2 separate regions of the Gasterosteus aculeatus genome follow, and region 1 is linked to region 2. Evidence: chromatin contacts called from public Hi-C data. All regions are on one chromosome and are shown on one strand. The core of a region is the stretch at or near the end of the contact, and the rest is flanking DNA. Distances in the headings are between cores, read along the strand shown.

The links. Hi-C and Micro-C count contacts between places; a contact is called where the count stands out from the background.
Region 1: a Hi-C map of whole body shows a contact between it and region 2, with 2.7 times the contacts expected there. The contact joins the promoter of gpr137c here to the promoter of stradb in region 2. A contact is called at or near these places in 2 of 6 Hi-C or Micro-C datasets (skeletal muscle and whole body).

Annotation. Positions count from the first base shown.
Region 1 is chr1:28,489,079-28,494,739 of fGasAcu3.hap1.1, reverse strand. It overlaps gpr137c (G protein-coupled receptor 137c), which reads left to right and starts at 1,894. Exons shown (of 8, transcript XM_040182906.2): 1 at 1,894-2,595; 2 at 5,382-5,431; 3 at 5,631-5,661. The coding sequence starts at 2,221. It overlaps txndc16 (thioredoxin domain containing 16), which reads right to left and starts at 1,370. Exons shown (of 18, transcript XM_040171760.2): 1 at 675-1,370; 2 at 515-597; 3 at 330-403; 4 at 145-219. The coding sequence starts at 825.
Region 2 is chr1:28,349,571-28,354,471 of fGasAcu3.hap1.1, reverse strand. stradb (STE20 related adaptor beta) reads left to right here and starts at 2,672. Exons shown (of 12, transcript XM_040174100.2): 1 at 2,672-2,944; 2 at 3,407-3,537; 3 at 4,091-4,171. The coding sequence starts at 3,526. It overlaps trak2 (trafficking protein, kinesin binding 2), which reads right to left and starts at 2,682. Exons shown (of 15, transcript XM_078101518.1): 1 at 2,536-2,682; 2 at 145-336. The coding sequence starts at 295.

The DNA of each region.
Region 1 (5,661 bases), core at 645-3,144, 140 kb before region 2:
GTCCTACAAAAGATATACATATTTTTTAAGCAATATATTGCTAAATAATTTTAATAAGAGAAAACGATATATCCTGTAAAACCAAGCATTTGTTTTTGTCCATTGCATGTTTCAGAAAGACTGACTGAATTGTTGCTTACTCACAATAGGACCTCGGACACTATGGAGTTGACGTCAAACACGATGTCCAGACTGAAACCCAAGAACTCCTTCCCACCCCTGGCAGAAAGACACGGGACAAAAACACATCAACCCAATTCACGTTTTCTGGCGTCTCTCCTGACAAATTCAAAATCGCCAACTCCCTCCTGCCGCTGCGCGCTGCTGACCTGAAGAGAAACACTGTGTTCACGGCCTTCTCCTCGGCGCAGTACCCGTGAAAAGACTCTTTATTGCAGTTTACCTGAACAGAAAAAGGTCAAAAACACACCTCCCATGTGGGTAAACGTTTAAAATGAAAGAATTCTCCAAATACTTTTGTGTCAAACGTCAATGACAGCAGGCCTGCGGTTACCTTGCCAACCAGCACCCCATAATGCTGCAGAGCGTCAGCTGACTGCTCCAACTCCACCAAGAAGAGGGAGATGGTTGGGGAGACTGGAGACAGAGATCAGGGAGTGAAGAGGCTTGTTGACACATCTGTATTTCACAAACTACTTTTTAAAGCAACCTACCCAGTTGCTGGAAATAGATGAACAGCGTCTTCCCAGAATGCAGTGCGTCGCTGAAGTCGGCCGCCGTGTGCTCGGTCAGGGCCGACGGGCCGGTCCTCCGCGCGCATCCTCCCAGCGGCAGCAGCAGGAGAGCGGCCACGCACGGCCACATGGCGCCGGAGCGGCTCCGGGGCTGGAGGAGGTGCGAAAGTGTCACCAAGCACAGGAATAAAGAGGACAACTTACATTATGACGGCTATTAAGAGGCAGCAGCTTCTTCCTGGGCGGTTAACGCCAGCAAAGCCCACAGAGGGTGCCTTATGCTTTAAGTTGGGGTTGATGGTGTCGTTGCTGACGTTAGCTAATGCTAATTACTTAGCGTTAGCTCGGCCTGTTTCCCACTGTATGTTTGGGCATGTTTTTTTTATGCATCGCTCACGTCGACACTTGTCAGTAAAATCAAAATATAAATGTCCGTGAACGTTAGAACGTTTGGTTTGTAATCTAACTGCGCAGTGAAATTTGAAAAATGTATCTCTAGAGAACGATGCAGCATACTTATGTCAAGCTGCTGGTGCTACATCAGTTTCCTGTTATCATTGTAAAATAAAGTCCTTATTTGGAAAATGTGCTGCAGGGGTTTCGAGTTGTCCATACAACTCCCATGAGAATCGTGAAAATTACATCATCAGAATTTGTAGCTGCAAATAATATGGCTGTTTTACGATTTTATCAAAGCTTTTATTTTGGAGGCATTCACGTTTCCCTCACAACTGTCGGTTGTTGCTCAGCAACTTGACGTAAAATATTGGCAAATTGTTTTGATGGCGTCTGTCCTAGCAAGCGACGTATGTATGCTCCGTTGAGCCAATAAGGTTGGGAGACAGGTTGGTAACCAATCACAGGCGACCTAAGGGCGGGAACTGTCGCAGCTGACATCATCATGAACCAATGGCGTGAGAAGGCTGTGGAGGCTGGGTTGGCTGGCTTGGCCAATGAATCAGCGCTTTACGAAAGTGGGCGTGAGGACGTCTCTCATTTGGTAGATTTGTCCGTAGATTTATCTTCGGAAACTGGACAGAATTTGTGGCTCCAGAGTCAGTTGTTTCACAAGCAAACTAGTCGTATTGTGAGCCAAAATGGCGGCCTATCAAACGCCAGTTTCCGCTTTAGTCGAGAGCAAAGGGGCGGGTCTAAAACGGCATCACAGCTGATCTGGAGGTTTTGCCCCCCTTAAGTTGTTTTTTGCAGAGAACAGCCTTGCAGAGATTCACAGATGGACCGCTCTCGTGTTTTCTTCCTCCGTTTCTTGATATTTTTAAACGGTGCACATTTGTTTTTAATTCTAAACCCCATATTTTATTCAGCCTAGTATCGGATTTAAACCCCGGCGGAGCTTCATTATGACACTTACCCTCAGACTAAACTGCTTTTGTCGCACGCTTTCACCCGATTGCCCTCGTCTTTTTTTCCACCGGCGGTGCATTTAACACGGGTCTGACCCAGTTGTAGTGTTCCCCCCCCCCCTCCATAGCATCCCATGTGTTAGTGCGAGCGGCCGGTGAAGATGTTTTCGACAAGAGACGAGGTCGATTCCTACTTGTTTACCTCACAGAACGAGTCCCCCGATACCGCGATCTCCCCAACACTGGAGCTCAGTCTGACTGCCGTCTACACCGTCCTGTACTCCCTCCTGTTCGCATTCGTTTACCTGCAGCTCTGGCTCATTTTGCACTACGGACACAAGCGCTTCAGCTACCAGAGTGTGTTTTTGTTCCTGTGCTTGCTGTGGGCCGCGCTGAGGACGACACTCTTCTCCTTCTACTTTAAAAATGTGGTGCAGGCCAACCGGCTGCAGCCTCTGGCCTACTGGCTGCTCTACTGCTGCCCCGTCTGTCTGCAGTTCTTCACACTCTGCCTACTGAACCTCTACTTCACACAGGTAAGGCTGCACGGAGAGGTAGGGGGCACCTGATTGCACAAAACAGCCGACATTGCCATTTTGTCAACAACAATTTGACAAAAACATTTAATTTGCAAAGTAAAGCATGTTGTGATTTTTTTTCAGCAAATAAACGAGCAGCCTGTTCCACAACTACAGCTCCCATATTGCTTTTGACAGTTTGTTTTATGGACCTAATAATTAATTGGTTAATTATGAGCATATTAGCAGAGGGGACTATTGACCCCCCCCCCAAACCATAAAGGAATGGCTCATCATCCTGTCAATGCTGTGTGCAAGGCAACCAGCAGGGACTCCTGGAAGTTGCACCCGGCTAAGAAATAGTTCCCCCTCCTGCTTTGAGTTACCACCACAGACTGGTGAAATGTGGTTACTGTAATCACCATTAGGCTCACATGTTCTAAAGAATCTGTTGATTCACTCAAATCAGGTTCTAGGGCTTCGCTTTGGCTCAGTTCAGGCCACTGACATTGAGACCGACTGGTTGGAAAAAGAAAAAAAAAGCCTGCGTCACATCGATGTTTAATAAATGGACAAGAATGGAGTGTGTGGGTGGGGGTGTGTAAGATGGAGTAAAGAGAGACAGTTGGTCAGTAGCTGTTGTTCAAAACCTGCCCACCCCAAATGTCAAAGACCGGCTTGTTCCTGTTGGCAAACACCAAACCACTTTGGGACTCTCAGTAGGGTTGAAGATCAAACACGGCCTTCTGAGGCAAACGCAGGGAGCATCTTTACTCACGTAAAATGGGTGTGTGAGTTGGAAAGGAAGCTTGTCCAACTGGCTGAGGGGAGATTCCGTAATGAATCCGACGTTGTCTTTGGACTGCTGAAAAAACACTTGACCTGCAACCTGTCAAAAGGCTGAATAAACAATTTTCCTTTTGTTTGGTGCTTATGCTACTTTGCATAAAAAAACGTTCCTCCCCAGTTTAAAACTAATGTATCTCAATCTATGTCTGGAAAACCATGTGACTGGCGGCTCAGAGATCAAACTTTTCCTACTTGTGGTTTTGTGTCTCGCCAAGTCAGACATGACTAATAGATAGTGTTTCTACTAGAGTTTTTACTGTCTCAGTTAAAATACAACTAGATATCAAACACTGAAAGTAATTTAACAAAACGTTAAAGAAGCTATAATCGGTTATTTGATTATAGTTGTGAACCAAATTAGCAAGAATTTTTCCTGGTGGAGACCAAAACTGAGCTACAAAAATATCAAATATTGGACCTGCACAAACACAAGCCTTTAATTCGCACAGCTTATGCAGTCATGTGACATGAGGGTACAAGTCAACAAGGTCGGGAAACAGTGTTTTATACTAGAATGCACCGGACCGGCTGCATTTTAATCCATTCAGAGTAAAGGAAAGTGGCCTTGTTGATTTTGGGGTGAAGTTAATGATTAAATGTGTGTCAAATAAATGATTCAAAGGGCTTTAACCAAATCACCAAAGACATTTATGACCATATTACAGCATCAAATGTACACCTTTCTTTGTGCACTCCAGCTAAACAGAAAATGTTCATACTAATGTTCAGCAGCAAACTATTAAAATCTCCTCCTTCACTGGAAGGACTAAAAAAGGAGGAAGATTTAGCTGCATTTTCCCCGTGATGTTTGTGTGCTCATAGAATCCGTAATCTGGTCGTGTTCTGTTGGCTGGCTGCTGCTTTTCTGGGTTACCAATTACCTTCTTCTGGCCTACATCCTCTCACAAAAGGCTGAGTGTTTATGTGTGTTTTAAACTCAATGGTGATCAACGATCAAGACCTGTGGCCATCTAATCACATAATATCAAAAATGTCTTTGGTAAGAGACGGTGCGCTCCGCGTGTTCGTTAAAAACAGAATAAACCACATTTTGGGGTAAACAGTTTGCAATATCTAAAAGGCTATTGCAGGACGACGGTGAACTGGCCCAGTGGAGGCCTGGCCGCCCAAACTGGACTTCTTCCAGTCGGGTGTCATTGATAACATGTTGGCAGGTTGTAGATAACAGAAATGTAATTTTGGTTTGACTGGTTTTTAGATGGATCGTATTTAATGTATTTTAATTTGTCAGGTATTTCTTGCCATTTTCTTCCCATTTGCAATGACTTCTGGCCTCACTTTGTGTGGCATTTGAGTGTATATTTAATGGGATGGGTGGGAAATGGACCCACTTTTGGTTCTTGTATGTATGTATAGATATAGTATTACACACACGTGTGTATGTATAAAATATATATATATATATATATATATATATACACACATAGACAAGGATTTGAAAGCCCCCATTCATGTCACTACAAAGTCATCTAAAAAGTGAAAGTCAGCATGAATGCACTCGGTAATATCAAATACTTTCAAAAAAAAAATTTATACACAGAAAAAGTGCACTTCACTAAATGTTGTAGCCTCAATCGCTAATAAGCTGAAGCCTTGGACAACAGAAAGACCGACCTGCATGCCTCGCCATAGTCGATCAACTCGGACGACTGCTGTAGAGCCTCGCAGTCATTCTAAGAGCCTTTTTTTTTTTACTTAACAAAATAAAGTGACGTCTTATTTCCTGTTTGCACAGCGGTCCACTATAGGCTCAGAGGCCTTAATTTATTCCTCTTAATTATAACATATCGCATTCAATCAATTTTGAGTGCACTTGAATGTTCACAAAAAAAACACCTTCCTGTGTTCCTTATTTTCTTCTCTTCTATTATCTTAACCAAATATACTGTCACCATGTAATGATATGTATCTTTTTGTTGTATATCTTTGTGTAGGTGATGTTTAAGGCTAAAGCAAAGTATTCCCCGGAGCTCACAAAATACAAGTAAGTCTGTCCTTGAACTTCATTTATCTTCGTTATTTGCAGTTTTCTCCGTCTTCCTATCAGCAACAAGACTTCCTTCTCCCTTCTTGTCTCTCTCACACACACACACACACACATAGTTGTTTAGCAGATTCAACATGTTTTAATGAGTTGTTTTGCATAAACGAAGACCCAACGTCTTGTCCCTTTCCCTCCCCAGGGTGACTCTGCGTTTGTTCTTCCTGTGTCTC
Region 2 (4,901 bases), core at 1,423-3,922:
TGTGATTGTGTGTCCTTTGTGGTTTACTGGGACATGAGGCGATAACTATAGCATCGAGCCCAAAGACACAGCAAACTGTACTGCAGGGCAGCGGGGGGGTTAGAACTCAAAATGTACACATAGGACACACTGCAGACGCCCTACCCGTCTCCGTGCTCGACTCCTTCTTCTCCACCGCCCGGGATTTGACCTCAAACATGTCTGTGGAGCGGGAGAGGGGGGAGGGGGTGGAGGGAGGCGGCGGTCCCCGCTCGCTAACACAAAGCTGGACCGGGAGCCGCTGCCGCTGGGACATCACATCCTGTCCAAGCACTGACCGGTGGTGCCCGCATACACCTTCAGTTGAGGGGAGAAGAGTGGAGTGTCAAAGAAGCAATAGTCCCAGAGAAGAAGATATGCAGAGGGTTGTTGGGGAGGGGGGGGGGGGGTCCCTACAGACACTCAACATTGACAGGATGTTGAGTGTCTGTAGGGAATAATCTGGGCCTTAAAGTGGTCAGACAGGATGAACATTCTTTTTTCTCTCATTTTGTACTGTACTGTAACTTTTTCGTTTTCATTTCACACATTTATTTAGTTCCAAATAACTCATTGCTGATGAAAACATTCAAAACTTAATTAAAGAGCGACTACAACAATTCAGCATCCCACTTCTCCACGTTGGGAGGCTTGTGAGAGATAGATTTTAAAAAGAATAGACAAAATCAAAACCGCAGAAGGGAGACATTCTGACTTCCCCGCCTTGGTACGAGTGATGGACCAAAACGCTGAATTCTACACTTCCCATAATGCAATTCTACAGCATCTTTCATTTCCTCCATACGTTACACAGCTGATTTCCCAGAGTAATAAATCGATCTTATCGGATAAAACTTGTTCTTCTAAGTAGACAGAGAGTTTTATCGTGCTGTTGTTAATTTTTTACTAAGAGCTACTCTAATAACCGTGCAGGTTCATGAATCCCCAAGAGCATCTGCATCACTGATCTCCTGTCCGTGTGGGTGTGTGTGTGTGTGTGTGTGTGTGTGTGTGTGTGGGCATGTCTGTGGAAAAACAGGCCTTGGGCAACATCCATCCTGTGCTTATGTAACATTGAAGCCGTCACTGTTTGTTCTATGAAGGAGATTAACGTCATGCGTGCAACGCTACAGTCCAAATGGGCCGTTCGGCATTAGAGGCCTGGGAGATCATATCGAACTGACCCATAAATCTCATCGGTAATGGAATAATATAGAAACATTCACATATGATATTGCTTGTATTAATCATCCTGAATGGCTCAGTATGAGTATCTTTTTCCATATTTGTCATGGCAACCTCCCCGCTGCCCGATTTAAAATGAAACGGCTGATCAGGGACAAGCGCCCTTGAGTCATTGCATGATTAACACCGTACCAGACAGACAGCTCTGTGCCTGGAAATTGAACAGTGAGAGATGAGTGCTCCCACGAGCGTATTTCCCTTCAAACTGGAAAAACCACAAGATGACAATAAGCCAGCGCCCACAAAAACTCAAATCTATCAATACGCTGGAGAAAATCCAGACCTCAATGCGGAAACCCACCACTTAATGTTGGTGACCGATTATTGCGCGTTATAAACGTGTAAAAAGGTAAGCACAGCCGCAAGATAGTAGCGCTGCGAAACACCGACGACACGGCAGCGTTTCACACAAGTAACAATCTGTCACAGAGGGACCGGATGCTTACTTCAGCTTTTTACAGGCTCCATCTCCCTTCACGTCTAATCCGCTCTCATCCAGAGCGACCTACAACCAAGTGCAGCAGTATAAATGTCAAATGCCAAAAGCAGTAAACTGTACAGTTTGATCTAACTATCACCAACAACAGCAGGAAACACACATCTGATCTGACCTCCATATGTGCCACCGTCGACTATGAAGAAATGGATTCATCCTAAATCCGTTTATTTATAGACCATAGTAAGACTTATCATGAAGATGTTTCAGTGGTCAAATAACCTAATGATTGGTAGAGCATAATTTTGCGGCTCTGCATTTCGGCACGATTAAAACAATTATAAAGATTGTATTTGAAAGAGGACATTTAAAGCTGCATCCCATCGATGTCAAATCCGTTATTTTAGGACGTATATGTTCTATCAATGAATTTTTCAATAACGGCACGCTTATTGTTCTCTCTGTCCGCTAACATTGAGTGTCTACGTGTATTAAAGCGTTATGTGTCCATATGTAATATATAGGTATAAAGGTCACAATAATAAAACAACGCTAACCAACAAACAAACAGCAGGCCGACCATAACGTCACCATTACGCGATCTAAAGCTACGGCTAAATAGCTCGGGTAGTTGTTAGTCCCTTATCAAAATATCCTTTAATTTAAATGTAGGATCATTTTAATAGGCATTTAGCGTTAGCTAACATAACGTTTCACGTGTGGAGTGAGGATGACAGCTTCACTGTTTCTAGTCGAGGGCGTTCCTCGGGCGGACGCATTTCAACACTAAGGACATTAAAAAATGATTTTCGATTATTAATTTTTTTTAAACGTACCCTGCGTCGGTGTTACTCCACGGCATCTGTTATTCCAGTTTTACATACGGAGTATTTCGATATCTTCACCAACAACTGAAACAATGGAGCGGAAGGGAAGGAGACGGCGAACAGCGACGAGTCATCGACGCGCGACAATATGCGCGGTGACGTATTCACTCTGCGCCATTTACCTTTGTCAAATTTAAAGTCATGTCAAAAAGGAAAAAAGAACAGCGCCGGGATATTGTGCGGTTCGGTTCCGACTGTAACGCGTGATACTTATTTCGCACAGATCGCGTCATATGGGCCAAAGTAAATGAAAGACCACGGAGTTCGTAAATAAAACATCGCTTCGGAAAACCAATCTCTTGTTAGTATTTTTAACTTGTTTACGTCGAAGCGCTCGAGTTGCAGTCAAGAGGAGACGGTAAGCGACTTTTCCTTTCGTGACGGGGTGACGTTACTCCAAACAAATGACGTTAGACTTGAAACAAAGAGGTATTTTAACTGAGCTAACGTCGGCATCACGTTTGAACCATATACGTCCATTGCAGCTTTTAAAAAATCTCTCCCGAACTTCGACAAATAGTTATTAGCCATTAACTGACGACATCAACCGTCGGGTTGAATAAAATGCGTTCTGGTTCAACAAAAAAATGGCTGCATCTAGCCATAACCTTGACGTGCAATTGAGTAATACATGTACAGCGGCGTTAATAATGTTATATAACCCAGTGTAAGTACATCTCCAACACAACCGAACACAGTTTTATGTTAGCTTCTGGTCGGGGAATGTTTTCCTGGGCTTCATTGTTCCCGATGTGTCGTCGCTCAACCGGCCTGGCGGGGATGTTTCATGTTTCATATCGTTTGGTTTGTGCTGACTCAGACAGGTGAGCTGCGGGCGGATGAATGCGTGTCTGTGGTCGGACGGACGCTGCCTGCTTTCTACTCCAGTTTGGGGGAGGGGGGGCAGGGAATCGACGCTAGTCTCCTGTTACCCCCTCCATGTCTTTCTTGGTAAGAATATATTATTATTATTGTTGCTGTTGTTGTTGTTTTTCTCACTTTGTGTGAGTCGCTGGGTTGCGATCTAATAGATGTTGATGGTCTGGTGGGATGAAGCCAGTCCCCTCGCGATGCACCATTAAGTGTGTCCAGTAACCAGGTGTGCTTTCTCTGAGGTGTATAAGACGGCTATGGCTTGTCTGGAAAACCCAACGCATCTGCACCAACATACATAATATAGATGGAAAAAATGTGAGATGCTGCTGAGCATTGTTCACACGTAATGGTCATCTGATTATGTATGCAGCGCTCTGTGGGGACATCAGTCACTCCGCTGCCTCTTTTTGTTGCCTGTTGTCGTGAGTCTCGTTCTCTCACCACTTCCAATGAAAATGCGGCGTCAGTGCCCAGATTCCCCAGATGCTTTCTGCTCTCGCCTCATCCCTGACCGTGTCGTGTATCACCCCCCCTTCCCCCAAGTTCCCACGTGTCCTCTCCACCCCTTCCTTTGTTCCGTAGGGCATGTCTCACCTGTGCTCCTCCTCCCTCCCCCACCCTTCACCAGGATTGTTCCTGCATCTCCCACACTCAAGTCCAGCCCCTGGACATAGAGGAGTGCTATGAGGACGTCAGCCACCAGTTCCTGGTCAGTAGCCGAGACATTCAGCGTGGTTACATGGATTCGAATAACTGGCTTAGTCGGACTGAAATCGAATTATTCGTTTCATGTAAACACCTTTGTCCGACTGTGCGGTCCGACTACGATCCGACTAACACCCCTGGATAACTCGATCCGATCCAGTTGATAGTTTGACTATTGCGGCATGTAACGGTGAATCGGATGAGGAACTGGACTTTGCGTCTTTGCGCATGCTTGAGATCCCGACGGCGTCTTCTCTCCGTTATCAAATCAGCCAATAGCGGCATTCGCATTCGCTGTACTCCTATTAACATCATGCACAAATAGTAGAGGGATGTAGCTTCACCTTGCTCTCCGCTCGCCATCTTTCTCGTAATGTTGATGTTGTTGTTGTTGTTGTTGGCGGTAGTGGTGAAGCGGTCAAGCGGAAATTGGCTGTATCACAACTAGTAGTAATGAAAACAGCGCCACCTATCGTATCGGATATGACGATATGCTTTCGGCCGATGATTCGATTTATTCACTGCCATGTATATTGGCTTAATAGCACCTCCCCCCAAAAGATAGCATAGTCCGACTAAGCAAAGATTCCAATTCTACCATCATGTAAACACACTGACTGTCCCCATGGAGACAGGCGTCACACGAATGCTCTTCACTTTGTCAACGTCCATCCATCCATTTATGTTTGCTGACCCTTTGTCAAGTTGTTGAAGACTGGAATCACATTGCAGCT